3 separate regions of the Mus musculus genome follow, and regions 2 and 3 are each linked to region 1. Evidence: chromatin contacts called from public Hi-C data. All regions are on one chromosome and are shown on one strand. Each heading gives the region's core, a stretch centred on a gene start, on an enhancer-like site or on the middle of the called end of the contact. The rest is flanking DNA. Distances are from core to core; before and after follow the strand shown. Region 1 overlaps Asic2 (acid-sensing (proton-gated) ion channel 2). Region 2 has its middle 41 kb from the start of 1700071K01Rik. Region 3 has its middle 110 kb from the start of Gm42084.

What was found. Hi-C and Micro-C count contacts between places; a contact is called where the count stands out from the background.
Region 2: a contact with region 1 is called in a Hi-C map of liver, with 2.1 times the contacts expected there. The contact joins two enhancer-like sites. A contact is called at or near these places in 2 of 484 Hi-C or Micro-C datasets (liver and uterus).
Region 3: a contact with region 1 is called in a Hi-C map of liver, with 5 times the contacts expected there. The contact joins two enhancer-like sites. A contact is called at or near these places in 4 of 484 Hi-C or Micro-C datasets (embryonic stem cells, liver, nephron progenitors and 1 more).

Annotation. Positions count from the first base shown.
Region 1 is chr11:81,099,609-81,103,829 of GRCm38.p6, forward strand. All of the region lies in intron 1 of Asic2 (acid-sensing (proton-gated) ion channel 2), which reads right to left. Among named protein-coding and RNA genes, the nearest start is that of Gm51910, 34 kb to the right of the region's middle. Within about 2 kb of position 2,118, at least 4 of the 459 cell types and tissues checked have an H3K27ac peak or open chromatin away from gene starts, as enhancers often do. A contact at or near this core is called in liver, where this site is marked.
Region 2 is chr11:81,530,194-81,534,414 of GRCm38.p6, forward strand. It overlaps a transcript of Asic2 not described here. Among named protein-coding and RNA genes, the nearest start is that of 1700071K01Rik, 41 kb to the right of the region's middle. Within about 2 kb of position 1,923, at least 9 of the 459 cell types and tissues checked have an H3K27ac peak or open chromatin away from gene starts, as enhancers often do. A contact at or near this core is called in liver, where this site is marked.
Region 3 is chr11:81,367,908-81,372,128 of GRCm38.p6, forward strand. It overlaps a transcript of Asic2 not described here. Among named protein-coding and RNA genes, the nearest start is that of Gm42084, 110 kb to the left of the region's middle. Within about 2 kb of position 2,479, at least 14 of the 459 cell types and tissues checked have an H3K27ac peak or open chromatin away from gene starts, as enhancers often do. A contact at or near this core is called in liver, where this site is marked.

The sequences.
Region 1 (4,221 bases), core at 868-3,367:
AAGAACCAGAACAGAAATAGCTAGAATCAAGAGTAGGGTATTGTACTGGCTAGTTTTGTGTCAACTTGACACAGCTGGAGTTATCACAGAAAAAGGAGCTTCAGTTGAGGAAATGCCTCCATGAGATTCAACTATAAGGCATTTTCTCAATTAGTGATTAAGGGGGAAAGGCCCCTTGTGGGTGGGACCACGTCTGAACTGGTAATCTTGGGTTCTAAAAGAGAGAAGGCTGAGCAAGCCAGGGGAAGCAAGCCAGTAAGGAACATCCCTCCATGGCCTCTGCATCAGCTCTTGCTTCCTTGACCTGCTTGAGTTCCAGTCCTGACTTCCTTGGTGATGAACAGCAATATGGAAGTGTAAGCCAAATGAACCCTTTCCTCCCCTACTTGCTTCTTGGTGATGATGTTTGTGCAGGAATAGAAACCCTGACTAAGTCAGGTATCTCTTGCCCCACGCTGAGCCTTTATCTTGCTAGTTCATGCATCCTCCTCCCTCAGACAAGATGTCCTTCTAAGCATGCTCTCTGTACATTTTATGGTTGGGTCTCCCAAGAAAAAAATCAAAAGTGGGACACTGGCACAGCAGCATCTGTGTTCTTAGAAATTTGGGTACCTCTAACATTCTGAAGAACACCCCCCCACACACACACACTAGTCACAATGCAGCAGCATAAGTGTGATCTCATTGGCTACCAAGGCTATGCCGTGAGGTGGAGAGCATGTTTCAGGATAGCACGGGACACAGAAGTCCCGTGGTTAAGGGTTAAAGCTTGCATGGCTAGCTTGCAGCAGAGCTGTATTTAAATGTAGGTCTTCACCCAGATTCCTCCTGCTTCAAGCACGATATCATCTCTCAAGGATCCTGCTTGACGAATGGGTTAACTGGTTATTGGGTGCCTAATTAATATGATTTGCAGAATATCAGTTCTTGTTCAGAAGAAAATACAGGATAGAAACATAACGAAGGAAAGGCAACGTTTCCTCTGTGATTCCCTTCCCACTGTGAGAGTTTCATTCATCCAGGACTCAGCCTTTCTTCCCTCCACAACGAGGGGGCACTGTCGCAGTCTGCTGCCCACCATTGTGAAGTGAGTCTGTAGAAGTCAGAACTAGGTGGGGGGGAGGGGGAGAGTCATTTCCCACAGACATATTCCATCCCTAAAGTCAACACAATGCATTTAGTTTTTAATATTATCTTTCTGGTGGTCCTCAGCCTTAGCAGAAAACAGGTGAATTATTGGGTATTCTTGGAGACCTTAATAATCTTTAGACCCGGGACACTTACTCTATGAATCTACTATGCTCGTGGGTTGTGTCCACACTGGGAGCTTCATCTGAGGAACATGTGACCCAATCCTCCTGGACTTTGCAACTGAGCTGGGCTAGGGCGTGGGGGGGCGACTGTCAAGTCACGTGACACCTCTGGCAATTGTAAGGCAGTGCCCTGGAACACTGTGATGAATTGGGCAATCACAGAGTGATCCTTTAGAATCAATATAGCCCTGGATAGTTGCCACACACAAATGGAAAACCCAGTCTCAAAGTATTGGATTTCAGTAACAAATACTCTCCACATTAACCCTGAACTTGTACACGCTAGAGTTTATTCTTTCTTCAATGAGTCAGGAAGTCTTTCATGAGTTCAAGGAAACTACAACTGCCATTTTTGTTTTTTATGATTTTTTTGTTTCTTTGTTTTTTTTTTTTTTTCAGCCCAGTGTTATGCTTGAGTTTTCCTTAGTGCATCATGATTGTAACCATGGACAAAGGGCGATCTTAACCCCATTTCACAGATTTTAAAAATGAGGCCCATTGGATATAAGATCCTATCTCATGATACCTTAAGTTGGATTTAAACCCAGTCTGTGGAGCTGGGAAGCCAGATCCATTCCCAGATGGCTCACTGCCTCTTGATAAACAAAAGAGCATTCAATCCTCCTCTGGCCTTCATGAGAACAGTCCTGAGTTGTATGGGAGATTCCAATTTACAAATTACACTTTAGCGTGTTATCTCTTCCATCCATCTACTTTCTAGCTGAGACCCAGTCCTTTCCAGTCCTCTTTCTACTGCTGTCATGGCTCACGTTGGCTAATGTTCTTTCAAGCCAGGGCTATTTGCTCATTTCCTAAGCATTGTGGTGCAAGGAAGGTGACAGGGAACAAGAGAGTGGCACTGACAGATGCACACTGGCTGGCTGCCTCATCTGCATGCCATGTACTCCTTCCTGCCTCATACAAGTCAGGATTACGGAGTCCAGGGCAGAGCAGAAGGACATCAGCTATACTGACCAAGTGGACATGTTCTATCACCGAGAACATACAGGTGAACATGCACAGGCACACATGCGCACACACGTGCGCACATATGTGCACACACACACACACACACACACACACACACACACACACCTGCATTCTGGGGAGAGATATAAAACGAGGCTATTCCCAGGCGAACCACAGCCAGTGATAGTGTTTTCCAAAGCATGGTTTAAATTGAGATTTTTCAGCTGCCCGTTCATGAACACTTCTCTTGTACTCGTTTCATAATGACTGTTAGGATAAGCATAACGAGGACACTAAATCCCAGTTCCCTGGATTCTATGCCTAATTTTCCATCCACAGTAATGACATATAGTTTCCTCTGAAAACATACCGAAGTAAATGAAATGAGTCAGTTCAAAGAAAAATATTTAGTAAATAACGGCGCTGCAGTGTTCAGTAATGGACAAGCTGGGGATACCTTGACCTTGGGAGTACGGTGTGGGCAGAAGCTGGGGAGACTGAAATGGAAAAGCTTGAGGCTGCCTTCCAAGGAGGCTTAGAGCTTCAAAGAAGGGATGTCTTATGTGCTGGCTGGTAGACAAAAAGAGAAAGGAAAAGCCCCAGCCCCGTCCCATCATTAGTAATTATGTGCGGGACAGGCTATGTGCCACATGGAGGGATTCAATGTACAGGAAAGATTCCTCTGGGAAGAATTAAACACATCTTCTTTGAGGAGGTGAATATAAAAACAGGACCCACTGCTGCTATCATCAAACACTCTTCCAGGGCCATTTTTTCCACTTAAAAAGAAACTTTTTAGCATGGGAAATTTCAAACAAGTAAAAGAAGAGAAAATGGCATTACAAATTCTATCTACCTGTCCCTGGTCCCCAGAGATGATATTTTCTTTTTTATAACTTGTGTGTGTATACATGCACGCATGTATGTATGTATGTATGTGTTTGTGTGTATGTGCATGAGTGTGTGTATATATGTGTGTGTGTGTTTGTGTGTTTGTGAGTTTATGTGTATGTGTATGAGTATGTGTGTGTGCATGAGTTTATGTATATATGTGAGTGTTTATGTGTGTGTTTGTATGTATGTGTATGAGTGTGTGCATGAGTGTGTGTATGTATGTGTTTGTATGTATGTACATGAATGTGTGTGTATATATGTATGTATGTGTGTATATGCATGAGTGTGTGTGTGTGTGTGTGCATGAGTGTATGTGTATGTATGTGGGTGTTCTCATCCACATGTGCACACATTGCAGCCAGAGGGTATCTTTATCTCTTGTTCATTGTCTTATTTTTTAAAGACAAAGTCTCTCATTGAAGAGTTGGCTAGGCTGGCAGGTCAATGAGCCCCGTGGATCTGCCATTCTGCATTTCTCCTCTCCCTGCTGCTGGGGTTAGAGACATGCGCTCCACACTTGGCTGGTACACAGATTCTGGGGATCTGAACTCTAGTCCTCATGTACCCCCCACTTTGCCCCTGGATCATTTTTAACCCTCTAATGCAATGGTTCTCCACCTTCCTAATGCTGTGACCCTTTAATACTGTTTCTCGTGTTGTGGTGGTCCCTCCCAACCGCCAACCATAAAATTATTCCATTGCTACTTCCTAACTGTAATTTCCCTACTGTTATTAACTGTAATGTAAAGAGCTCATATGCAACCTCAAAGGAGTCATGACCTCCAAGTTGAGAACTACTGCTCTGTTTGAAGAACCACCCAAACCAAGAGTCAGGAGAGCTGGGTTCTCATTGAAGTTCCACCATAGATGTGATGTGTGGCTTCAGAAAAGTCAAACCAAAACCTCTATGACCGGATTCTTCATGTGTAACATGAAAGGGATGGATGGAATGATCTCCCGCTAACCCCTGTCACACAATCCTACTTCTTTAAGTTGATAAAATGGGGATGATGTTGCACACTGCTGGGCTAAGCCTGGTGCTGAG
Region 2 (4,221 bases), core at 673-3,172, 430 kb after region 1:
ACTCATGCTGTCTCTGAATCATGGAGTCATTAAACCTGGCAGGGAGAACCTTCCCCAATAACCTTGATTGGGAGAATATTTCCTGAAGGAGTAACATAAAGTAAAAAATATACTTTTATAGAAATAAGCCTCATGCCAAGCAACTGTCAACACTCATGGAGGGCTACACTCTATTCCAGGGACAGAAAACCATGTCACACCATCCTTCCACATGGCATGTACACACACATATACATGAACATACACATACTTATGCACACATATATATGCACACATACTTATGCACACATATATGCAGGCACACATACACACACACACACACATATATATGTATATGTACACATACATACAGCCAGAAACACTCATTATCCTATTGGAAATAGAAAGACAACAACTATAGTAATAAAGACCAGCACAAATGAGTGTCCACTTCTGTCAGTCATGCTCTCACAAGCTCAGCCCCACACCCATGATCATGTACCTACTGGATAGTAGTCATGCCATTCTAGCCTTAAAATAAGGAAAGGAGTTTTATGTGGCTAGTAGCCGTAATGGGCTGATGTTTGGGGAAGGAGACAGTTGGAGAGAGAGATTATTTAGTGTCAGATCCCCTGTCTCTGAGACTCTAGGATCCTGGGTCTTTTAGCTTGTAAGAGTATCCTGGTGACAAGCAAAGGCCAAAGCTTTGGGGAAGGTCTGTTAGCAGGAACAGCTTCTAAGTGTTATAGAATACAATCCCCTGAGCTCAAAAGCCATCTCCCTATTAGAGTAGCTGTGACTATCTGTGAGACTCAAAATCAGTTGTGTTTGCTGCTGCTGCTGTCTCACAGAGAGAGGACTGTGAGGAAGGCCCTCACCTGAGAATTCAGCTGCTACCTCCTACACCTCCCAGACAGTGGTATTTAATTCTGTCCTATAGACATGTGGCTTTTTGTGGTCTTAGAGGAGCTAGAATACAAAGACTGCAGGACTTTGTAAGGGGGACTACAACTATGCAGCTCTGGGGAGAAGTTGTTATCCATGCTGGGGTTAGAGGGCAGCTTACCTGGGGGCATGGTCACTTTGGGGTCGCCCATACTTCTTAAAGTAGCTCCTCACCCATGTCCTGTCAGGGACCCTGAGAAACTCATTGGTTCACCAAGCTGGACTTTGGCAGAGTCCTAGAGTCTTACTTTCTTTTGGTGGTGTCCCATAAGGGGGAGGAACACACACACACACACACACAGAGAGAGAGAGAGAGAGAGAGAGAGAGAGAGAGAGAGAGAGAGAGAGAGAGAGAGAGAAGAGAGGAAAGGGAGAGAGGGGGGAGAGAGGAGAGAGAGAGAGGAGAGAGAGAGGAGAGAGAGACAGACAGACAGAGAGAGAAAGAGAGAGAGAGAGAGATTTCTCAAAATACTAAGTCAAATTATCCTGCTGGGGTTGAGTTCTGGATAAGGGCCAGGTCCTGTACAACCTTCCTTTTCTTCTGGAACCAGATGACGGAACCTCCCATTCCTGCATTTCCATTCTTTAAAGCTAATGAAAGAGAAGTCAGGCTGGGGACCTTGAACTTTATTTATTGACTAATTCCAGCCTCTTTCTGTGGTCATTACCTCGGTTGCTCCCCACTTTAAATCAATTGAAATTGCACTCTTGTTGCAAATCGGAGCCACTTCAGCTCACTTTTCTTCCCTCCTGTTCAGCTAAGGGTTTGAAAAGCTAAAGGAAAAAAAAATCCCAGAATAAAAAAAAAAAAAAAAAGTATCTGGAATTCATTTCTTCACAAACGCAGAACAAATCTCCTGATTTTTAACACTTGGCAGCCATTTTTCACACACCTTGTCCCAAAGGACCAGTTCCACACACTCCATTAGTGCTGGCTGCCAACAGGGATCATTATAGACAGGCAGATTTCTCCTCCTAGTGACTGAATCAGAAAGCATCGGGCGGGCGGGTTTCTGCTTTGTCACCGCCCTTATGTCTCTGCTCCTCCCCCTCCCACCTCTTGTAACCCTCCCCCCTGCCGTACATGAGGGCAGAATTCAAAGCTGCAGATCACTTACATGGCTGCTATTTGTTTTCCACTCTCAGCTTTAAAAAAGAAAGAGTCCCCACTCAAAAAACCTTGCTAACCATTCCCAGTAGCCACTGTGAGCTTGGCCTGAAGCCTGTTCCTCTGATGAGGACGTTTTCTTTTTTTTCCTCAGTCTGCTATAGCTAAGGATGGTCATGCTCAGAGCTCACAGGCCTGGGCTAGGGCAGAGGTGTCCTCTGTATTTCGATTCTCGGTGATTCTTCCAGTGTCCAAGTACCCCAAGAGACAGCTTTTCTACTCAGCATCCCATTCCCATCCTGCTGATATCATAGAAACTATTATAGATGTCATAGAAGCTATTACAGCTTATCATGCAAGTTTTCAGTGTCTCCTTAAAGGACCCAAGAATTGCAACTAGCAGAAGTCTCTCTTTCAGCAGGGAGATGAGCTATCTGCAGAAACTCTTAGACTATCCATAGATATCTGCCATCAAACTATTTAACCACCCTGAATCTTTGTTGCTCCATCAAAAAAAAAAAAAAAAAACAGAAATAGTATCAAAAAATGATATACTTTGGGATTGGGAAGATGTCTCAGTGGGTAAAGTGCTTACCATACACATGTGAGGAACTGAATTGAGATTCCTAGTCCTCATATAAAAGTCAGGCATGTCGGAGCTTGTCTGTATCCCCAGGGCTTTGGGAAATGGAGAGAGGAGCTCTGCTCATTGCCCATATAACCTAGAGAGTTGATGGGTTCCAGGTTCAGTAAGATTCCCTGCCTCAAAAAAAAAAAAAAAAAATGTGGAGAGTGATTGAGTAAGACACATTAGCCTCTGCCCTTCAAATGCAAATGTGAGTTTACCTGTGCACACACATGCACACACACACACACAAACAACACTCATATACACACAGACATGCACAGACAACACACACACACATGAACACAGATACACAGAGACAACACACACATGCACACACACACATGAACACAGACATACACAGACACACACACATACAATACACACACATGCACACAGACACACACAGAGACAACACACACATGTACATAGACACACACAGACAATACACACACGTGCACACCAATGAAAAGGTCAATACAATCAAGTATGAAATAAACAATATCACATCTAGCATGTTGTGAGCTCTGAACACTGGCTGATGGTAGTCATGATCACTATGTTGTGAAATGTCAAGTTTGGCATTGTGGACACAGAAGAGTAGATTTGGAAAAAAACATGGCTACCTCTCAGCACTTGGTTAGAGCCTTGCATGGTCTAACAGTCTGCAGAAGGAAAAGCTGGGAGAAGGTAGAGGCAACCAAGATGGTGGCATGACTGGTGAGAGGCCCTAGGGAGAGTAGACAGGACAAGAGGCCACATCTAAGAGGAATCCAAGCCCCAGGACAAAGGACTGGGCCTTTCCTGTGGGTAAGTAAGAAAGACCTTTATCTGGCAGAAGTAGATTCCTTTAATAGTTCCCAAAATCTATAGAGTAGACTGTCTTGCTGAGCAAGGATATCTGCATGTAATTCACATAATGTAAGGCTTGAAAGGCATCCACAGAACTAGCTGATACAACTTCTTTGTTAAAGATGAGGAAACTGGTCCACAAATGAGCAATGCTCAAAGACTCTGGTAACAAATGTTTCTGGGGAGATGGAGACTATCCCTGCACTGGTGTCAGAGGCATATGTCACCAGGGAAAAGGAGAGCATCCCTGCATTGGTGACAAAGGCATATGTCACTGGGCGGACAGGGAGCATCCCTGAGCTGGTAGTGGAAGAACACATAGTGTGAACTTTTGAGGCTAAGAGTTCTATACCCTTCTCTCAGGCCCCTTCCCTCAGAGGATAGCCAAACCACCTCAATAGGGCATGTGGGTCCTGGCAATCCCCCACCTCAGGAAGGCATGTGGGTCTTGGTAGTCCTTGTTTTCAGGGCATTATGTCTTTTATGTTATTTCTATATCCAAGCCAGCCTTTCCCCAAACCTAGCTGACTGTCAGTGCTAGCTATGAAGCTATGTGAAGTTCACAGGGGAGCAAGCTCTGTCCTCAGAGCTGCAGGCTCTGCAAGTTGGGGTCAGACTTCACATCTGTGTTCTCACAGAGACACTTCAAGGATACTACATTCCAAGATGGCCTCCTTGTGTTTCTCCCACAAGGATTCCCTAAGTTCCCCAC
Region 3 (4,221 bases), core at 1,229-3,728, 270 kb after region 1:
TCTATTCACCTCAGTCTGTCCCAAGGATCATAGACTTCACTGTGGGCCATGAGCTATGAACTTCAACATCTGGAAGTGTAAGCATTCTGCATTGCCTTAAATTGTCTTGCCCAGGATTTTGAGTCAATGACAAGGATCTGACTGGCATAGAAAGCTGCATTATGCTACTGGAGCCCAGGCCTAAGTTTCAAGCTGCCCGGGGCTGCCTTCATTTTCTGAGTTTGTCCTTCAAATATCCCACCACCTTTTCTATCAGCTCTTTAGGGTTTAACCCGCTGGGACAGCTCCATGCACTCACTGACTGACATTCTGAGAGGGTAACTGTCATAAATAGAGTCTCGTTGACAGCTGTCAGTGCCAACAGGCAGCCTCAGCCCCTAATGTACAGGTTGGAAACCCAGGCCCCAGGAAGAGAAAGTGACTTTGAGATAAATGTGGTGAATTTAGTTTCAGAACTGAATGCCCTGTAGTCCGGTCTAGCGCTCTGTGTGTGTGACCAAACTGACTTCTCAGTCAGGTCTACAAAGGCATAGGCTACATCTCATAGACACGGGGGTTTAGCTAGGCTTGGCAACAAGACTGTGGAGGTGTACGGAAGTAAAGGTGCTGGCATGGAGGGCGCCGAGAATGAATGCAGAGGACTCATTCTTTTCTATGGCATTAATTTTAGATTTCATTTTCATTAAGTCGCATCCCCTGTGCTGTTGCTAATTTAATTTATAGTTCTTTATCTAATTTCTGCAGCTGAGTATGGAGTGCAATTGTCTTCAGCTTTTTCCCCAAGATAGGAAAAGCATGGAAGGCTAGTGAGCATCCTCCAAGCACAGCATTAGCTGCCCCCCAGCCCCCCCCCCCCCGCAGGCTCCCATTTTTCTGGGTAATAGGCGAACTCTTTTTGTATTTCTTTGAATGGAGGATTATTTAGGAAAAGCCTTTCTTAATTCCAAAGTAGTTAAGATTTACATTTTCCCAACTTATTTCCAAGACGAAGTAACTATCAATATTGCTGCCTGGGAGACAGGATGAAGAAGCTCAAAGAAGAAGATGAGCATCAACAGAACAACTTCTGGGACCCAGGAGATGGCTGCACGGGTAAGGTGCCTGACCTGCAAGCCCAAGAGCCTGAGCTCTATTCGCTGAACCTGCATAAGAAGCAGGGCACAGTGGTGCATGCTTTTAATCCTGTGCCGAAAGGTGGGAGCAAGAGGGTCCTAAGCTGTCAACTAGATGAGTCAGTGCCATCCAGATGCTAGCAACAGCCTTGTCTCAAAAACAAAAGTGGACACAAACACAAAGGTGAAAGTTGATTGAAACAACACTCAAGGGTCACCTTTGACTTGAGTATACACTGCACACTCGAGAACAAGCACACTCAAACACAATAAGTAAGATAGAGAAATGCTAACCCCAGCTAAACTGGGCATTTTCATCCTCTTTCCATAGCTTTGGAGCTGTAGGATGATGAGGAAGTTGGTGAGCAGAGCCCCAGGGTATTTTCTACTGAGCATGCATTCTGCTTGCTACGATCTGAGTCCCTTCCTTATGAGACTATCTGAAACCAGTGCTCTCCTCTCCAGGAGAGATGGGGCCAGGCATGACCAATGCCCTGGCCAGATCCCTTTTCAGGCAATGCCTTAGGGCCCAGAACAAATGTAGGAGGAAACTAACCTTGATATCGAATAACAAGTAAAACTGGTATCCACTGTGACAGACACGCTGCTGGGTGCTTGACACATGGAATCTTATGTGCCCCATGGGCAGATGCCAGTCCCACTGGCAGGAGCAGAAACTGGATACCGGCTATAAACAATTTCCACAGGTCACACAGCTGGGAACTAGATACAAATACAGTTGTCTCTGGCTTCTGAGCTCTTGCCTTCAGCTGCAAACTCCTGTCAGCTTTGACTCCGCCCTCCGTCTTTTCTTGCAATGGATTTGCAGATAAAGGAACTTGGGCCTGAGTCCCAAGGGACCTTGCTGTGCATGTCACAGCACTGGCCAAGTCAAATTAGATTTAAAAAAATCAATGGAGAAAATAAAGCCATCTGCCCTGTCTTCCTGTGTCCCTCAACTCCCCGTCTCTCTCAACCCTCATCTCAGTCACTGGGTTCATAACTGGGTTCATCTGAGATGTATGGGAAGCCTTAGAGGCAACAGCAGGGCAGGGGCTCCACAGGGGAATGCTGCTTTTAGACAGGGAGCTAAGGAGGCAAAAGGGACTCTTAAGTGCAGAGCATTTCTGAGCCACCCCCTTGGATGTTTGTGCTGCCCTATTGATCTTCCCAGGGCATTTTCCTAATGGCTAAGAGTTATGGACTTTTCTTTTGGGCCAGGATCGTGTTGCATTGTAATTGGTCATTTAAGGAGGTTTATGATTATGCTGCCAGGAACTGGGATTTTTAAAGCCAGGAAAGGTCACGTGGCCTTTGAAAGGCTACCTCACCTCCTGCTCTCTGACCTGACGCTTTCCAGGCTCGCTGGGTCACTGAATCTGAAACTCTAGGCTTTGTGGCTATGCAGCAATAGGGAAACGGCTCATGCCGTAGGAGTCTCACCGTCAATTTCTCTGGAGCAGGGTCCTCACGCCTCTCTTCCATACTTTCTTGTTTCTTTGCAACCCGAGTGGCAATCCCCAACACCACACAGCCTTAGGGGTCATGCTTTCTTTGCTAAATATCTCCATGGCTGTATGCCCAGGCATGAATGAATTAAAGAATTTTGGCAGCCTAGTTAGCATTTAGTAGAAGGGGCACACAGGACTGAGGAATTACCATATAGCTATTTCCATCGCTTTGAATTGGGAACAGTGTGGGAGAGAAGGGGATTTCTTGACCTTAGTCTCTTTGGACACCCAGAACAGACCCATTCTCCCAAGCCCCGCCAGGGATCGTTAAATCATCTCATGGCAGCTGCAAGTTGTTTTGGAGGCTCCAGAAGGAGACCCTGAGTAAACCAAGGTGCCCATAGCCTCCTGTACTAGGCACAGCCCAGCAGTCAAATATAACCCATGGTCTGTGATTATCTAAGGGCCTGTGAGTTTAATAAGCATTATCCAGTTCTGTTTTCTCATCTCTAAAATGTAGACAACAATGCCATGTGGGTTTGCAGAGGTAGCTGGAGATACAAGCATGGTAAGATAACTGTGTCTATCAGCTAGGAGCGCTCCACTTGTGTCTTCCTCCACTGGTGTACAAGCACACCTCCTGTTTCAGGTTCCGTCTGATCCTCAGCACCCACTCTGAGAGGCCACTAGACCTCACGTGCAGACCTTGACTACCCATCTCTCCAAGGACCAATCCTGAGGCTGAAACAGTACTGCCCTCTGCCCTTGGTCTCTACCATGCAGAATCCCTGCAGAGTCCAATGGGAGTGTGGAGCCATGTTGAGATGGGCTCTGCCCTCTTCTCTACCGAGCCAGCACTCTCAGCATTACGAAACTGGGAATAGTCAAAGTTATTAGCAACAGTGCAGGTGTGCGTGTGTGCATGTGTGTGTGTGTCTGTGTGTGTGTTGCTGTCTTTGGTTCTCCCGTCATGGCTGTGATTCTCAAACTGACTATACATTACAATCTCCCAAAAGAGTTTTAAAGATGCTAGTATCCGGGCCATCCCTCAAGACTCTGATTTCGTCAGCTAAGAGTGGAATCCACACATTGGGACTGTTAAACAACACCTCCAGGTAAAGCTAACCTGTGGCTGGTGCTCGGGATGACTGACTAAATTAGGAGTGGGCTGGTGCACAAGGGACGCAGTTTTATTTCCATCCTCTCCGACATTTAGAAGTGCATGCACACAGACCGATCAGAGGTCACCACGCTTGGCCCCCTTCCCAGACTGCTCTAGGTGCTGAGCGTCCTTCTTATTAAACTGGGTTTGATTTCCTGTTGCTCAGCATCCTTGCTAGACAGTGGGCTGCCCTGAGGCCGGATCCAGACTCTCCTCTTCAGATCCTCTGACAAAGACTTCTCACATCAGAGCTCAGGAGGCCAATGGATCTGAGGACATCTATCACATCTCTTCTTTTCAGCTTCCCTTCGTGTAAATGAAGCCCTCCTTCCTTCTAGACAGCTTTCCCCTGCTTCCGGGCACTGTCCTTACACCCTCCCTCATGTATATTAGTCATCTCTGCAGCTCGATCAATCACCCTGCAACTTAGCAGCTTGAAACAATAAACATCTATTACTGCCTAAGTTCAGCAGGTCAGCAACCTGGGGAGCACAGC